2 separate regions of the Sus scrofa genome follow, and region 2 is linked to region 1. Evidence: chromatin contacts called from public HiChIP or PLAC-seq data. All regions are on one chromosome and are shown on one strand. Each heading gives the region's core, a stretch centred on a gene start, on an enhancer-like site or on the middle of the called end of the contact. The rest is flanking DNA. Distances are from core to core; before and after follow the strand shown.

The links. HiChIP or PLAC-seq counts read pairs in DNA pulled down with a chosen protein or histone mark.
Region 2: a contact with region 1 is called in an H3K27ac HiChIP or PLAC-seq map of alveolar macrophages. The contact joins two enhancer-like sites. A contact is called at or near these places in 16 of 47 Hi-C or Micro-C datasets (alveolar macrophages, differentiating spermatogonia, embryonic fibroblasts and 10 more) and 1 of 2 datasets of contacts at active chromatin or transcription factors (alveolar macrophages).

The regions. Positions count from the first base shown.
Region 1 is chr12:40,753,189-40,760,571 of Sscrofa11.1, reverse strand. No RefSeq gene overlaps it. Among named protein-coding and RNA genes, the nearest start is that of CCL8, 15 kb to the right of the region's middle. Within about 2 kb of position 2,726, at least 15 of the 83 cell types and tissues checked have an H3K27ac peak or open chromatin away from gene starts, as enhancers often do. A contact at or near this core is called in alveolar macrophages and retroperitoneal adipose tissue, where this site is marked.
Region 2 is chr12:40,844,444-40,851,826 of Sscrofa11.1, reverse strand. No RefSeq gene overlaps it. Among named protein-coding and RNA genes, the nearest start is that of CCL2, 48 kb to the right of the region's middle. Within about 2 kb of position 4,261, at least 6 of the 83 cell types and tissues checked have an H3K27ac peak or open chromatin away from gene starts, as enhancers often do. A contact at or near this core is called in alveolar macrophages and retroperitoneal adipose tissue, where this site is marked.

The sequences.
Region 1 (7,383 bases), core at 1,477-3,976:
ACCGGTCATAAGTTATCTTTCTCAAAGACTCTGTCCCAATGTATTAGAGTGGAGGTGGGGCTTGGAGCGCCTCTCTACTTCCTAGACTTGCTTCAGCTCTGGTTTACCCTGGAGCGGCTGTGCATTCTCCAGGAAATCATTTAATCTCCCTGGTAAAGTGGGGATCCAGAGGCCTGCCACCAGAGAAATATGTGAAAAAAAGCAGGCAAAGAACACTAGAACCAAGGCGCGCGGTGTGTGGTCAGCACAGTTCAAGGGCACGTTCGCTCAGAAAGGCAGCTCTCCCTTTTAGGAGCTTTGTCCCCTCTGAGGAAGATGTTTGGCTTCTCTAAGCCTCCGTTCTTTTTTCTTTATAATGCACCTCATAAAAGCACTTATCTCAGATGTCGGCCTGGCGGATTAAATTCGATAACATGCCGAAATGCCACAGTCCCTGGCATGGAGAGTGAATTCAACAAAAGCAACCATCATAATTGAGGATTTACTGTGTGTCAGTTGCAAGGCTGAGCTCTTATATGCAAATGAGTTTATAGACTGTGTCTTCCATGAAGGCCCTGGGCTACATAAGCCTCTCATATCCTGCAATTATTTGCTCTCTGTCCTTGGGCCTCAGTTTTTCTATCTAAGAAAGAAGAGAGTGGAAAACAATGAATTCAAAGGTCCTGTGCCCTTCTTTCTCTAGTTGTGTGGTCGCCAATGAATTCCGAGGCCAAGCTATAAAACACAACTGGGTGAGTTCCCTGGCGGCACAGCAGGTTAAGGATCTGGGGGTGTCACTGCTGTGGCATGGGCTCAATCTAGGGCCTGGAATTTGCGCATGGTGTGGTCATGGCCAAAAAAAAACCAAAACAAAACAACAACAAAAAAAACCATGTAGCTGGGAATCTGGATTCCCAGGTTGCACTTCTACCTAATCATTCTTATTTTTTAGGGACCAGATAAGAAGCCAGGACATCTGTTACCATAACAGAGGATTCATACCTCACCCCCATCGGGGTTATTCCTGGTCATGGACCACCCAGGCACCAACAAGAGAACATGAATTGAATCTGCCTTGAGTGAGTGCCGGCTGGAAGGTCGCCAAGACAGACAACACAGAAGAAAAAAAACAAAAACACAAACAGAGGACACCCACCTCGCTGCAGAAGGCAACTGAGCCAGACAGAACAGCTGCCCAACATGCATGGTTAGAGCAATAATTGGGTTAACTTTTCACACGGAGTTCCCCAGGTAGCAGAAAGCTGAAGTCTGTGGAAAGAAGCTGCAAGATGAAAATAGCAGCTTGGCATCGCCAAACACTCGCCAGCTGTGACACCAGCATCACTCAGAGGCCGTCATCCCCACAACACATCAGCCACGATCTTCTGTGGCCCTGAGCCCTCAAAACTTCTGGTCCTCACCACGATATCTGGGGCTGCTCCCTCCTATTCCTTGTGGTCCTTTTTTAAAAATTATCATTATTTCTCTTTTTATGGCAGCACCTGCGGCATATGGAAGTTCCCAGGCCAGGGGTCAAAATGGAGCCACAGCCACAGCAATGGCAGATCCAAGCCGCATCTGTGACCCACGCCAGAGCTTGCAGCAACGCTGGATCCTTAACCCACCGACCGAGGCCAGGGATGGAATCCACATCCTCATAGAGGCGACCTCATCTCCTCAACCTGCTGAGCTGCAGCGGGAACTCCCCTCCTGGTTCATTTTTCATAACGTTCCTGAAACACCATCCCCCCGCCTGCAGCATGTCTCAGTTTGGAACCAAGAGTTGACGGGGGGGCGGAAATGATGACAATTGGATTGTCTCATACTTTGAGTCTCTTCTCAGAGACCCTCAGCCATGCTTTCTCTGAAAGTAACAACTAGTCAACTTACTGAGAACTTATCAGGAGTCACCGTTCAGAGCACTTTCTGTACATCCGCGCCTTTAACCCTGGCAAGTTGAACTAGTCCCATTTCTAGAAGTGGATCCTGAGATCTGGCTTCTGACTCTTCACCGTTTTTACATCTCACGCTGATATGCCCAGGGCTTTTGTCTGGTGGGCAGAAGCAGGCGTTTTGCCTTGTCTCAGGGGGCACTCTGACCTTTGCCTTGAGGAAGTTCCTAGAGGGAGGGGGCTGCAGCAGTTGAAGACCGTGACCCTTGACCTATGGATCTGACACCCTCAACAGAGAGGCTTCAATCCCCTCTGGCCATGGCCCCCGTGCTGTCCTGCACACCTATGTGTCATCCACAGATTTCCCTTTTTATTTATTTATTTATTTATTTATTTATTTATTTATTTATTTATTGGTCTTTTTAGGGCCATACCCATGGCATACGGAGGTTCCCAGGCTAGGGGTCGAATTGGAGCTCTAGCCGCTGGCCTACCCACAGCCACAGCAACACCAGATCCGAGCTACATCTGCAACCTACACCACAGCTCAGGGCAACACCAGATCCTTAATGGAGCAAGGGCAAGGATGGAACATGTGACCTCATGGATACTAGTCAAATTTGTCTCCGCTGAGCCACGATGGGAGCTCCCATCCATAGATTTTCAGAGGAACTGTCTGCTTGCGCAGAGGGGGCCAAGTCAGAATCAAGGATGAGCACAAAGTGCAGGGGTAGCTGGACAAATGTCCCTAAAATACTTCTAAGCCAGTATTTGATGCAGTGCTTTCTCCCCAAACCTTGCACAGTTCCCTGCCTCTGCACCAACTGTCCACTAGAGGGAGCCAATCCCCAGCAAGCAGAACCCACATGTGGCCTGTGTTCACTTCTGTGGTTCCAATTGTCTCCCATACCCGGTCTTGGGAGGGCGCAGGAGGAATTCAACTTGATCAGTACATCTCACTTCACTTGCCCTGGTTGATTATTGGGGTTCCGCCTATGATTGCACTTGGGGAAGACTGACAGCTAAGCTGAGGTTTGAGAACCACAGCATTCCAAGATCTTTATCGGCCACGTAGCTCTGATCTCCTCTGATGCTAAACCCAAGAGCTTTATGACTGGGATTCCTCCCTTCAGCCTGGGCTCTAATTTAATACCCTCCTGCTTTCTAACGAAGTCTTTAGCAAGGAGGAGTGTTGTAAGCCTCTGGCTGCAATCCCGGCACAGGGTCGAGCCCCTCGTGGGGATATTCTCATCTCTCTTACGACCAGTTTCCTTTCTTCCTCCCTTATCTACAGAAGGCTTCTCAGTGAAAAGGAAATGGAGTCCTTAAGACGATCCAACTTAGAGCATTTCCTACTCTTAGGCCGGGCATGACTGTACCTCCTCTTCCTCTCTGCGCCCTGTTGCTCTTGGCACAGAGTGGAAGATTGTGCGGTCTGGGCTCACTGGTTCCCTTTCTTTCTTCCAGGAAACCTCTCCAAGCCCCCACCACTTACTCTGCAGATTTTAGGTCTCATTTCATCATTCCTTGGCCTTGACCCCGCCGAGGGAAGGGCTTCTTGCCCATCCTGCTAACTCTCTACCTCCTGAAAAATAAAGGATCACAACACTATAAAAATCAGGCAGAGCAGCCAGAGGAGCAAAGAGGCTGCGACACATCCATAAGCTGCCACGATTTTAGGAAGTGGGGGTCATGCCTCCAGTGAGTGGCCTTTTGCTTTGGCTGCTCTCCATGCCAAGGTTCAAGTCAGACGGGGCCATTCCGGCACTGGGGTCCAGTGCCTCACCATCTCCCTCTGTTCTAGGAGACATGCCCACTGGCAGACATCACCGCGGGCACTGGCTCCAGGAGGACTGGAAGGGACAGTGCTCCAGATCTATACTCGGGGCCAACCCACTTCTGACTCCACCATTGCCTGCCTAGACACGGTTCTATTTTATTTATTTATTTATTCATTTATTTATTTTTAGGGCTGCACCTGTGGCAAATTGAAAGTTCCTAGGCTACGAGTCCAATTGGAGCTGCAGCTGCGGGCCCACACTGCAGCTTGTGACAACGCCACATCTTTAACCCACTGAATGAGGCCAGGGATGGAACCTGTCTCCTCATGGACACCATGTCAGGTTCTTTTTTTTTTTTTCTTTTTTTCAGTGCCACACTGGGGCATATGGAAGTTCCCAGGCTAGGGGTCCAATCAGAGATGCAGCCTACACCACAGTCACAGCCATGAGGGATCCAAGCTGCATCTGTGACCTACACCACAGCTCATGGCAATGCTGGATCCTGAACCCACTGAACAAGGCCAGGGATCTCACCTGCGTCCTCATGGATACTAGTTGGGTTCCTTACTGCTGAGCCACGAGGGGAACTCCCACTATGTTGGGTTCTTAACCCACTGAGCCACAGTGGGAATTCCTGGACACAGGTTTTCATCAAGTCTCCAGCAAGGCCCCCACAGTCCTGGGAGCAATTAGCATCTTCATTCAGCCTCCGGCTGGGTTCAGTAGTCCTGTGTGCCTCTTCTGCCCCAAGATCCCATCTCTAAATGCCCATCAAGAGTAACCCCTCAACAGGAGTTCCTGTCACAAAGGGGAAACGAATCCAACTAGTATTCTTGAGGGCTCGGGTTCGAGCCCAGGCCTTGCTCAGTGGGTTAAGGATTGGCGTTGCCAAGAGCTGTGGCATAGGTCGAAGATGTGGCTCAGATCCTGCCTTGTTGAGCCTGTGGCATAGGCTGGGAGCTGCAGCTCTGATTTGACCACTAGCCTGTGAACTTCCATAGGCCATGGGTGCGGCCGTAAAAAGCACAAAAAAAAAAAAAAAAAAAAAAATAGTAACCCCTCAATCTCCAATGGAGTGAGTTTGAATAGAGACAACGAAGATGCCACCGTGTGTATCAGCACTCAGAAGCCCCTCTGGCACTAGGCAAGCCTTGAGCAGAAGGTGGGGGATGGTAAGAGGGCCGGGTTGGCAGAGGGGGCGGGGTGCAGGGGGGAGGTGAGGCTGTCTCTGCCTGGACAACTTCAACTAGAATCTGCTTGCACTCCCTTAGTTAAGCCACCGCTTTTCATTTCAAAGAGCTCTGATAGACAAGAGGTCCCACCAGGAACCAGGGGCCAAACACAGATGCATCACCATCCTCCCTCTTCGTTAGGCTGTGTCCCTGCACTAAGCTGTCAGCGGAGACCTGCAAATCATTTCCCCTTCCGGGAGGCTCTGCCGACCCACCCATGGACATGCTTCTGCCCTGCAGTGATGGCTTCAGGCAGTGAATGGAAATCACTAGACCACTTCTGAAAACGCACATTTCCAGGCTTTATCCCAAGATTCTGAGTCAGCCCGTGGCTTAGGGAAATATCCCTTTCAGGTTTTTTTTTTTTTTTTTTTTTTTTTTTGCTATTTCTTTGGGCCGCTCCTGCGGCATATGGAGGTTCCCAGGCTAGGGGTCGAATCGGAGCTGTACCCCCGGCCTATGCCAGAGCCACAGCAACGCAGGATCCGAGCCGCGTCTGCAACCTACACCACAGCTCACGGCAACGCCGGATCCTTAACCCACTGAGCAAGAGCAGGGACCGAACCCGCAACTTCATGGTTCCTAGTCGGATTCGTTAACCACTGCACCATGACGGGAACTCCTCCCCCTTTCAGGTTTTTAACCGGTTTCCCCGGGGACCCAAGGCTGGGTCTAGGTGCTCCTTTGTGCTGCCACATTTGGAGTCTGCCCCCACCCCCGTCTTGAACATGAACTTGCATGGCTGTCTTTGTAAGGACCGGACACTTCCCTGGCCTCTGCTCGTCTCTGGTCCTGGCTCGTCACCGAGGAGCCAAGTCCCCTGCTGAAAAGCACTTCAGCTCTTTCTTTTAACGCCTCTCTCTGTTGTTTCTATGCGTCAGGTATCTCTGAATTAAATCTGGACCTAAGCTATAAAATATAGCCTGGGCTTGTGATTCTCAAGCTGCTCTTCTCCACCCGACCCCGATGTTCCTTGGGAATCACTGAAGATGGAGGGGACCACCTTCCACGGCAGCAGCCTCCTTTCCTTCCCAAACTTAACTCAGCCCGGTCCACACCCCGCACATCGTCTGTCTAGACCACAGGCTTGCCATCCACCCGCTCCTAAAGTCAGGGCACGTTGTCATATGTGCTTTCACGAAGTACCAACTAGGAAGCCCCCCGCCCCACCCCGACCCTGCTTCTACAATCTATACCACAGCTCATGGCAATGCTGGATCCTTAACCCACTGAGCGAGGCCAGGGATCAAACCCGCAACCTCATGGTTCCTAATCAGATTCATTTCCTCTGCGCCACGATGGGAATTCCTCTTCCTATTTCTATTTCTTGCTTCCAGAGGCACCTTCTGTATCACGCCATCTCACTGGAATAGAAAAAGGTCCTGGAGTTATTTTGTGGCCTCCCATGTGGACTGAGGTTAAATGCAAGCTTGCTTCCTAAACCTCGCTGGACCATGTGCATCCAACATGATGCAACTGGCGGGGACAGTCCCAGAGCTTTAAAAAATTTCCATCCTAGAAGGGTTTAAGTTCCTCCTTCTTCTAAGAGGAAATTCTGAAGTCTGGGTTATGTTTCATGTTCTGAAACTTCTGCATTGTGAAGAGGTGATACTGTGCTTTCAAAAAGGGGACAATACAAGCGGTAGAAGCTTTAAAGTCTCATAAATAAAGAAGAAAAATAAGTGAATTCTTAAACTAAGGAGACTACCAATTCACAAGATAAAAAGCCTAAACCAGTAACATGTACATAAAAATACCAACAGATAAATAAAAAGTTAAAGTTTCTGTTTACTTTTTTTTTTTTTTCTTTTTAGGGCTGTGCCCGTGACATATGGAAATTCCCAGGCTAGGGGTCAAATCGGAGCAGCAGCTGCCAGCCTTTGTCACAGCCACAATGATGCCAGATCCGAGCCACGTCTTCGACCTAGACTGCTGTTCACTGCAAGGCCGGATCCTTAACCCACTGAGCGAGGCCAGGGATCGAACCAGCATCCTCACAGACACTATGTATGATTCTTAACCCACTGAGCCACAATGGGAGCTCCTCTATTTCCTTTTTAACTGAGGTCATACTTCTCTAAAATAAAGTTGAATAAAGTTAAGACAATTTTATACATGTTTACACTCCGTGCAGCCACCACTCAAATTCAACATTGATAGAATTTTCCAAACCCCAGAAGTGCCTCTGCCAATTAATATCCCCCAAAGGGAGTATTTAGTCTGAATTCTATCAGTGTAGGCTGGTTTCACCTATATGCAAGATCATATTTTTATTAACAAAGCATCATACCTTTTTAAAGAATAATACATTAGTTTTCTACTATTGTCATAATAACATACCACACAATCAGTGGCTTAAACAACATAAATGTATTATCTCACAGTGCGAAAGGTCTTATCAGACTAACTTTAAAGTGTTGGTAGAGCCGTGTATCTTTCTAGAAGCCCCTAGAGAAGAATCCCTTTTCTTGAACATTGGCGGTATTGGCAGAATTCAAT
Region 2 (7,383 bases), core at 3,012-5,511, 90 kb before region 1:
GCTCAGTGGGTTAAGGATCTGGTGTTGCCGTGAGCTGTGGTGTAGTTCACAGATGCATCTCGGATCCGATGTTGCTGTGGCTGTGGTGTAGGCCAGAAGCTATAGCTTCAATTGGACCTCTAGCCTGGGACCCTCCATATGCAAAAGAATCCTATAAACCATGAAAATTCCAGACCAAAATTACCCATGAACATAGACACAAAAATCTCAAAAAAGACCAATAGAATCTAGCAATATATAAAAAAGATAACCATATCCCAATCAAGTGAGATTTATCCTTGTAATGCAAGCAAGTTTCAACATTTAAAAATAAATTAAGGCGTTCCTGCTGTGGTGCAGTGGGTTAAGACTCTGACTGCAGTGGCTAGGATTACTGTGGGGGCAGGGGTTCAATCTACAGCCTGGCACGGTGGGTTAAGAGTTCTGGCAGTACCACAGCTGCAGTGCAGGTTCCAACTGAGGCTTGGGTTCAATCCCTGGGTCTGGGAACTTCCATATGCTGCACGTGGCCTTAATAAATAAGTAAGTAAACAAATAAATAAATACAATAAAAATACATTATTTCCCCCACATTGAAAAAAGGAGAAAGATCACCTCAAAATAGATGGGAAAATCATTTGATGAATTCAACACCAATTCATGATTTAAAAAAAGGTATCCATAAACTCAGAATAAAATGGAACCTCTCAGTCTGATAAAGGGTAATAATAGTTTAAAAATCTACAGGTAGGAGTTTCTGCTGTGACGCAACAGGATTGGTGGTGCCAGGATGCAAGGTTGATGCCTGGCCCAGCACAGTGGGTTAAGGGTCTGGCACGGCCACAGCAGTAACCGGAGGCACAACTGTGGGCAGCTTGGATCTGAGCCCTGACCAGGGAACTCCAGATGCTGCAGAGCAGCCAAAAACAAACAAACAAACAAACAAAAAAAAAAACACCCTACAAACCACAAAATATATAATAGTAATAAGCAAAATAGTTTGTCCATCAAAAACTAGGACTCGGACCAGAGCAAGGATATCTGTTCTTTTATAAGATGTTGCATTAGCTATCCTAGCCAGAATAATACAGCAAAATAAGCTCACGAAAAGCATACAGATTGAAAAGGAAGAAACAAAGCTAGCTTTATTCTCAGATAACATAATTTGAATATATAAAATCCTAAGGAATCTATAAAAAATGAGAATTAATAAGTGAGTTTAGCAAGGATTCAGGAGAAAATATTAATATGTAAAGATCCTGTATACCAGCAACAAATACATGGAAGATGAGATAAAAGAAAAATCATTTAAAATAGCATCTAAAGGCATAAAATACCCAATGATAAATTTTAGCAAATATATGGAAGACAATGACACTGAAAACTACAGGAAACTACAAAAAGAAATGCAAAACAACCTAAATAAATGAAGAAGATATACCATGTGTGTAAAATAGAAGCTTTAACACTAATTCTCTCCAAATAGATGTACAAATTCAATCCATTACACTCAAAATTATAGCCGGCTTTTTTTGTAGAAACTGATAAACTGTAATGTATTTGAAAATGAAAATCGCCTATAACATTCGAAACAATTATGAAAGGTAGATACTTTTAGAACCTGATTTCAGGATTTAGTATAAAACTGCAGCAATCAAGATGACAAGGCATCGGCATGGTCAAATATATCAATGAAATAGGAGCGTCCAGAAGCAGGCATGAATCTGTCACCAGCATCTTCCAACACAAGGTGGCATCAGAGCTCTGTCTGATGCCATTCCAGCTCAATGCAGCAGGTAGCAGCAGCCCCACATCAACCTCTAAAGACACAACTTGAATTTTCAGGATCCTTTACGCCCTGCATGTCCCCTCTGTATTTCTTTCCTCCAGTTGCCGCTATCTCTGCCCAACCCCTCTGCCATACAGAAGGGGGGAAACTTAGATGGGAGAGGATAGGAACACCCCCATGAGCCCCATATGTGACTGCCATATATGCCAGGGGTTCTCTGCACCTCGTAAGCACCATTTCAGACTTAACCTTAACCCTGTATGCAGGGTATGAATTTTTTTTTTTTTCATTTTAGGGCCACACCCGTGGCATATGGAAGTTCCCAGGCTAGGGGTGGAATCAGAGCCGCCAGCCTACACCACAGCTCACGGCAATGCCGGATCCCCCATCTACTGAGTGAAGCCAGGGATGGAACCCACATCCTCATAGACACTAGTCTGATTCTTTTCTGCTGAGCCACAACAGGAACTCCTGTGATTTTCTTTATTTCAAAGATGATCAAACAGATGCCCAGAGAGGGAGACTAAGTTCCTAAGGACTGAGCTGGAGGTGCTGGAGATGGGGCTGGAGTCTGATCTTTCTTTCCACGTAACACAGCCTGAATCTGCAGGTCAAAACGCTCAATGTGGGATCTAACAGGCAAAGTTCATACTTATTGAGTGCTCACTGGAGCAGCATTGCAGCTGCCCAGCCCATATTGAAACGGTATACAAGCCCCCAAGTCCTTGTGTTTTAAAGTAACTGGCTTTTGGAGTTCCCGTCCTGACACAGTGGAGAGGTATCCGACTAGGACCCATGAGGTTTCGGATTCGATCCCTGGCCTTATTCAGTGGGTTAAGGATCCGGCATTGCCGTGGGCTGTGGTGTAGGTTGCAGACACAGCTCGGATTCCAAGTTGCTGTGGCTGTGATGTGGACTGGCAGATGCAGCTCCGATTCGACCCCCAGCCTGGGAACCTCCATATGCTGTGAGTGCGGCCCTAAAAAGACAAGAAGACAAATAAATAAATAAATAAATAAATAAATAAAGTAACAGGCTTTTCCTTTGGTCTCCCAGGCCTCCCCTCAGTCTCAAAAGTCTGACTCAAGAGTTAATGATTAGGAAATATTGATACAGCTAAAAACCAGTTCAAACAGTCTGGATGCTGCTATGCCCAGACTTGGCCCACTGACTTTACGACCAATGGTTACTTTCTAGTTAGAGTTACATTGCACCTAGTGCTTGCTTTTGTAATCGAAACCCTCCCTGACACCCCTACATTTGTGAGCCATCTTCACTGCAGAGAGAAGGTCAAGGTGCCAGAACCCTGAGACCACCAAGAAACTGTCACTGGACACCTGACTCCTGCCCTGATGACTTTGAAATGATCTATGGAGTGAGAGGAATGCAGGCACCCTGATCCTTATCCACAGCCTTTTTTTTCCAAAATAATCCTATAACCACCTCCCCCCCCTGCTCTCCTCTCTCCAGGAGGACACAGTTATGAGGCATCAGCCGGCTGTGGCCTCCTTTGCCGGGTAAAGCAATAAAGCTGTTCTTTCTGCTTCACCCAAAACTCTGTCTCTGAGACGTCATTGGCGCCGGTGTGCAGAGGTGGGTTTCGGCTGCAATAGTCACAAGGAGATGAGATGGGGGCTGCCTTTACTCCTATTTTAAAGCTCTGTGGTGAAAAGCAGGCCCTGAAATTCACGTGTGTACAGAGGTCACACCCTTGGTAAAAGCTGGAGGCAGCGCTAGACCCCTAGATTCAGATCTGGACCCCAGACCCTTAACTTCTCAACTGTTTATTAAATGACCATGTTAACAAGCCTTGTGGGGAGCGGCGGCGGCTGCTGTCTGTAGAGGGAGGCCTGGTCCATTTCTCCCAGGGGAGGCAAAGAATGGCCTTTCCCACCACCGTGTTCCTGGGGGGGCACCCGGAGGCACTCAGGGCTCCACTGTTAGCTCTGCCCAGTGTCCCCAGCCCTTGGGGTCTTCTTTCAATTTTTTATTTGGCTGCACCTGCAGCATGTGGAAATTGCCAGGCCAGGGATCGAACCCGCGCCACAGAAGCAACCCGAGCTGCTGCACTAACAACATAATCCTTAACCTGCTGGGCCAACAGAGTACTCTAAGTCACACACTTTCTTGTTCTTTTTCTTTCTTCTTCTTTATTTTTTTTTCTAAGGACCGTGGTCATAGCATATGGAATTTCCCAGGCTAGGTAGGGGTCGAATGGGAGCTATAGCTGCCGGCCTACACCACAGCCACAGCAACACAGGATCTGAGCAGCAGCTGCAACCTATGCCACAGCTTGCTGCAACACTGATCTTTAAGCCATTGAGCAAGGTCAGGGATCAAACCCACATCCTCATGGATACTTGGGTTTGTTTCCGCTGAGCCATAATAGGAACATCTGATTTTTTCCTTTCAAGCTACTGAATGCCAAGAACAAACTGTGGAAACGCAGTGTCTGCCCGCTAGAGCTCTCATGCTGGGGGCAAGATCATATGCAAATTCAGGCAAAAACAGAACCACAGAGAGATAATTCTGTGGGTGACTAATGAGCACGTGAAGCGGGGTGGGGGGGCACTGAATTTTTGCCTGGTCAGGGAAGACTTCCTGGAGGAGGAAGCTCTTCCACTTGAGCCTTTGCGAGTGAGGAAGGCTTGAAGGGATGATGAAGTCAGCATCCAGTCTCGGGGTAAGCGTGGTGCTTTGATGGGGAGGGAGGTCAGCTGGCCTGGATGAAGCATGGGGAGAGGGGCTGGAAATAGGGCTGGAGGAGTGGGTTACGGACAGACTGTGGAAGGTTCCAAGGACCCAGCAGAGGGCCTTTCTTTTATTTTTATTTTTTAGGGCAGCACCCACAGCATATGGAAGTTCCCAGACTAGGGGTCAAATCAGAGCTGTAGTTGCCAGCCTACATACACCAAAGCCACAGCAACGCAGGATCTGAGCCACATCTGTGACCCACACCACAGCTCGCAGCAATGCCAGATCCTTAACCCAGGGATCGAACCTCATGGTTCCTAGTCAGATTTGTTAACCACAGAGCCACGACAGGAATTCCTTGCTTTCGTTTTTGTTTTTTTTTTTCTTTCCTTTTTATGGCCGCACCTGTGGCATCCGAATCAGAGCTGCCACCACCGGCCTACACCGCAGCCATGGCAACACCTGATCTGAGCCCATCCACGACCTACACCGAACCACATGTAATGTCTCTAAACCAGTAGCTGGAGATTGTAGCACGAGCACCTGACCCTTAGCTTTTGACTGGAATGTGAGGGGTTGACATAAAACTTTTGATGACTGAGGCATCCGCTTCAAAGTCGTCTGTTTCAAATAAGCACATGGCCAGCTACACAACTAGATAAAGGGCGGGGCCACCCCACCGATAAAGTTCCCCTTTTAGCAAGTCCTGGCTGACCTAGCTCCCTGACCTCTTAGGGACCCCTCTTTTCCCTTCCATGCTTTAATTCCTTCTCTTCTGTTTTAAATTCACCAATAAAGATGAACCTGCAAAACTCCGGGCACCCCACCCTCACCCCAAAAAAGGCAGAACCCCAGGTCTGAGCCCTGTCTCTCTGTCTCTGTCTCTCTGTCTCTGTGCAACCTCGCTGTGTGGTCCCCGGTTTGCTGTCTACCCTCTATTTTTTTTTTTTTTTTGTCTTTTGTCCTTTTTTAGGGCTGCACCTGCAGCACATGGAGGTTCCCAGGCTAGGGGTCTAATCAGAACTGCAGCCACCGGCCTACGCCAGAGCCGCAGCAACTACAGTCTTTGAAGCACTAACTTCAAGGTCCTTGAGTTTGTTGAATGTCTGAATTACTCCTACTGTTTTCTTTTTTCCTCTGTATTTTTTTTCACTCTTCTGATTAAATTGGTTCTTTGACGAAGGTTTTTCTATAGATAAAAAGGCAGGTGGCGGACGGGAGTGGGGGGGGGGGGCGCGTCCATTCTGGGAAGGCCACTCAGGGTCCGGCTCCGTTACATTTTTTTCACTCCTCAGCCTGAAATACTGCTCTGAGCTTTCCCTCCCTCACCTCGGATCGCTCCTCCTCACTTCTCCCGCACCCCCAAAAGTGCCCTCAGCCTCCATCCCCAACTCCCTAACCCACACCTGGGCCGAGGTTTGAGGAATGGCCACACAGGAGAGCACGCAACTGAACAGTAAATCTCAGGCTCCTTTCTTGGGTCAACGCTCACCCTCGAGCCCACCTGCGCCCACCTTACGGGGTCCATCCTGTGCCCGGAGCCCCTTCCTCCGCCTCCGAGGGCCTCTGTCCCTTGAGGTCCTTCCTTCCCCGCCCTTACACCCACTCATGGAAACTGAAATGCTTCTCCAGTAAAAGTAATCGCTGAGTCAGGAAGTTCCCTTTCCACTTTCTAACATCAAGAAACAAGCTCTTGGAGTCCCTGTCGTGGTGCAGCAGAAATGAACCCCACTTGTATCCAGGAGGATGTGGGTTTGATCCCCGGCCTTGCTCGGTGAGGTAAGGATCCAGCGTTGCCGGGACCCCTAGCCTGGTAACCTCCAAATGCCACTGGTGTGGCCCTGAAAGAAATGAGCTCTTTATTTCCAAGCCTTCCCTTCCTGGGGAGGCCTGGAGATGGGAAATTCTTCAACAGCAGCAGCCTAAAAATCCTTTCCCACGTGGAAAAGCAGGTGTCCTTCCTCATCCGGGGAACCCGTCGGTTTTCAGTAACACTCATTTCCCCCCTCTTTTTGCACCAACACACACACATTTTCAAAGCCCAGACCTCATGGACTGCTGCAGCATCGCTTGGCCTCTGGTCAGACCACCTCTATCTCCTGTGGACAGGGCCCCGAGGGATCCTGGCAGAGAAATGACAGCCAAGGAAGTTGATGCAGAGGCTCAGGGCCCAGGAGGGTGCCTGGTTCTGGGCCTGGCCTGGACACATCCCCCCTCCTCTGGGTGCCGTACCCTCAGACATGCTGGTTGAGGGATGGTGATTATTCACAGAATCTTCGAATGATTTCTAGCTCAGAGGAGCTGAGATTTGCCTGTAAGTCATGAAAGGGAGTCTGAGCTCAAAGAGACATCAGACTTTCCAGAAACTGAGATCATTCTTGACCGGGAAGTCAAGTCCAATACGCTGACACCACCAGGCAGAGATTCACAGTGGTAAGCGGTCCAGACGGACTTTTTCAGGACCACGCTGGGAGCTGAAAAAGAACAAGAAAAAAAAAAATGTTCACCAACTTCCATTTGTGTGCCAAGTGATATTCAGGGATCTACATGCATTATCTCAAAGCTTTTAAAAACTTTGAGATCAAATTTCCACAATACCGTTCACCCCTTGAAACTGTACAATTCAATGGCTTTAGTATATTTAAAAGTTGCGCAACCACCACCATTATTTAATTCCAGCATATTTTCATCACTCCAAAAAGTAATCCCATATCCATTATACGCTCCCTGTTCCCAGCCCGGGGCAACCACGAATCTAAATGCTGGCTCTATTGATTTTCCTCTTTTGTGCATTTCACGTGCAATATGAGGTATTTTGTAATGGGCGTCTCTCAGTTAGCATAATGTTTTCAAGATTCATCCACCCTAGAATATGTATCCGTACTTTATTCCTCTTGACGGCAGAACACTAACCTTCGAAT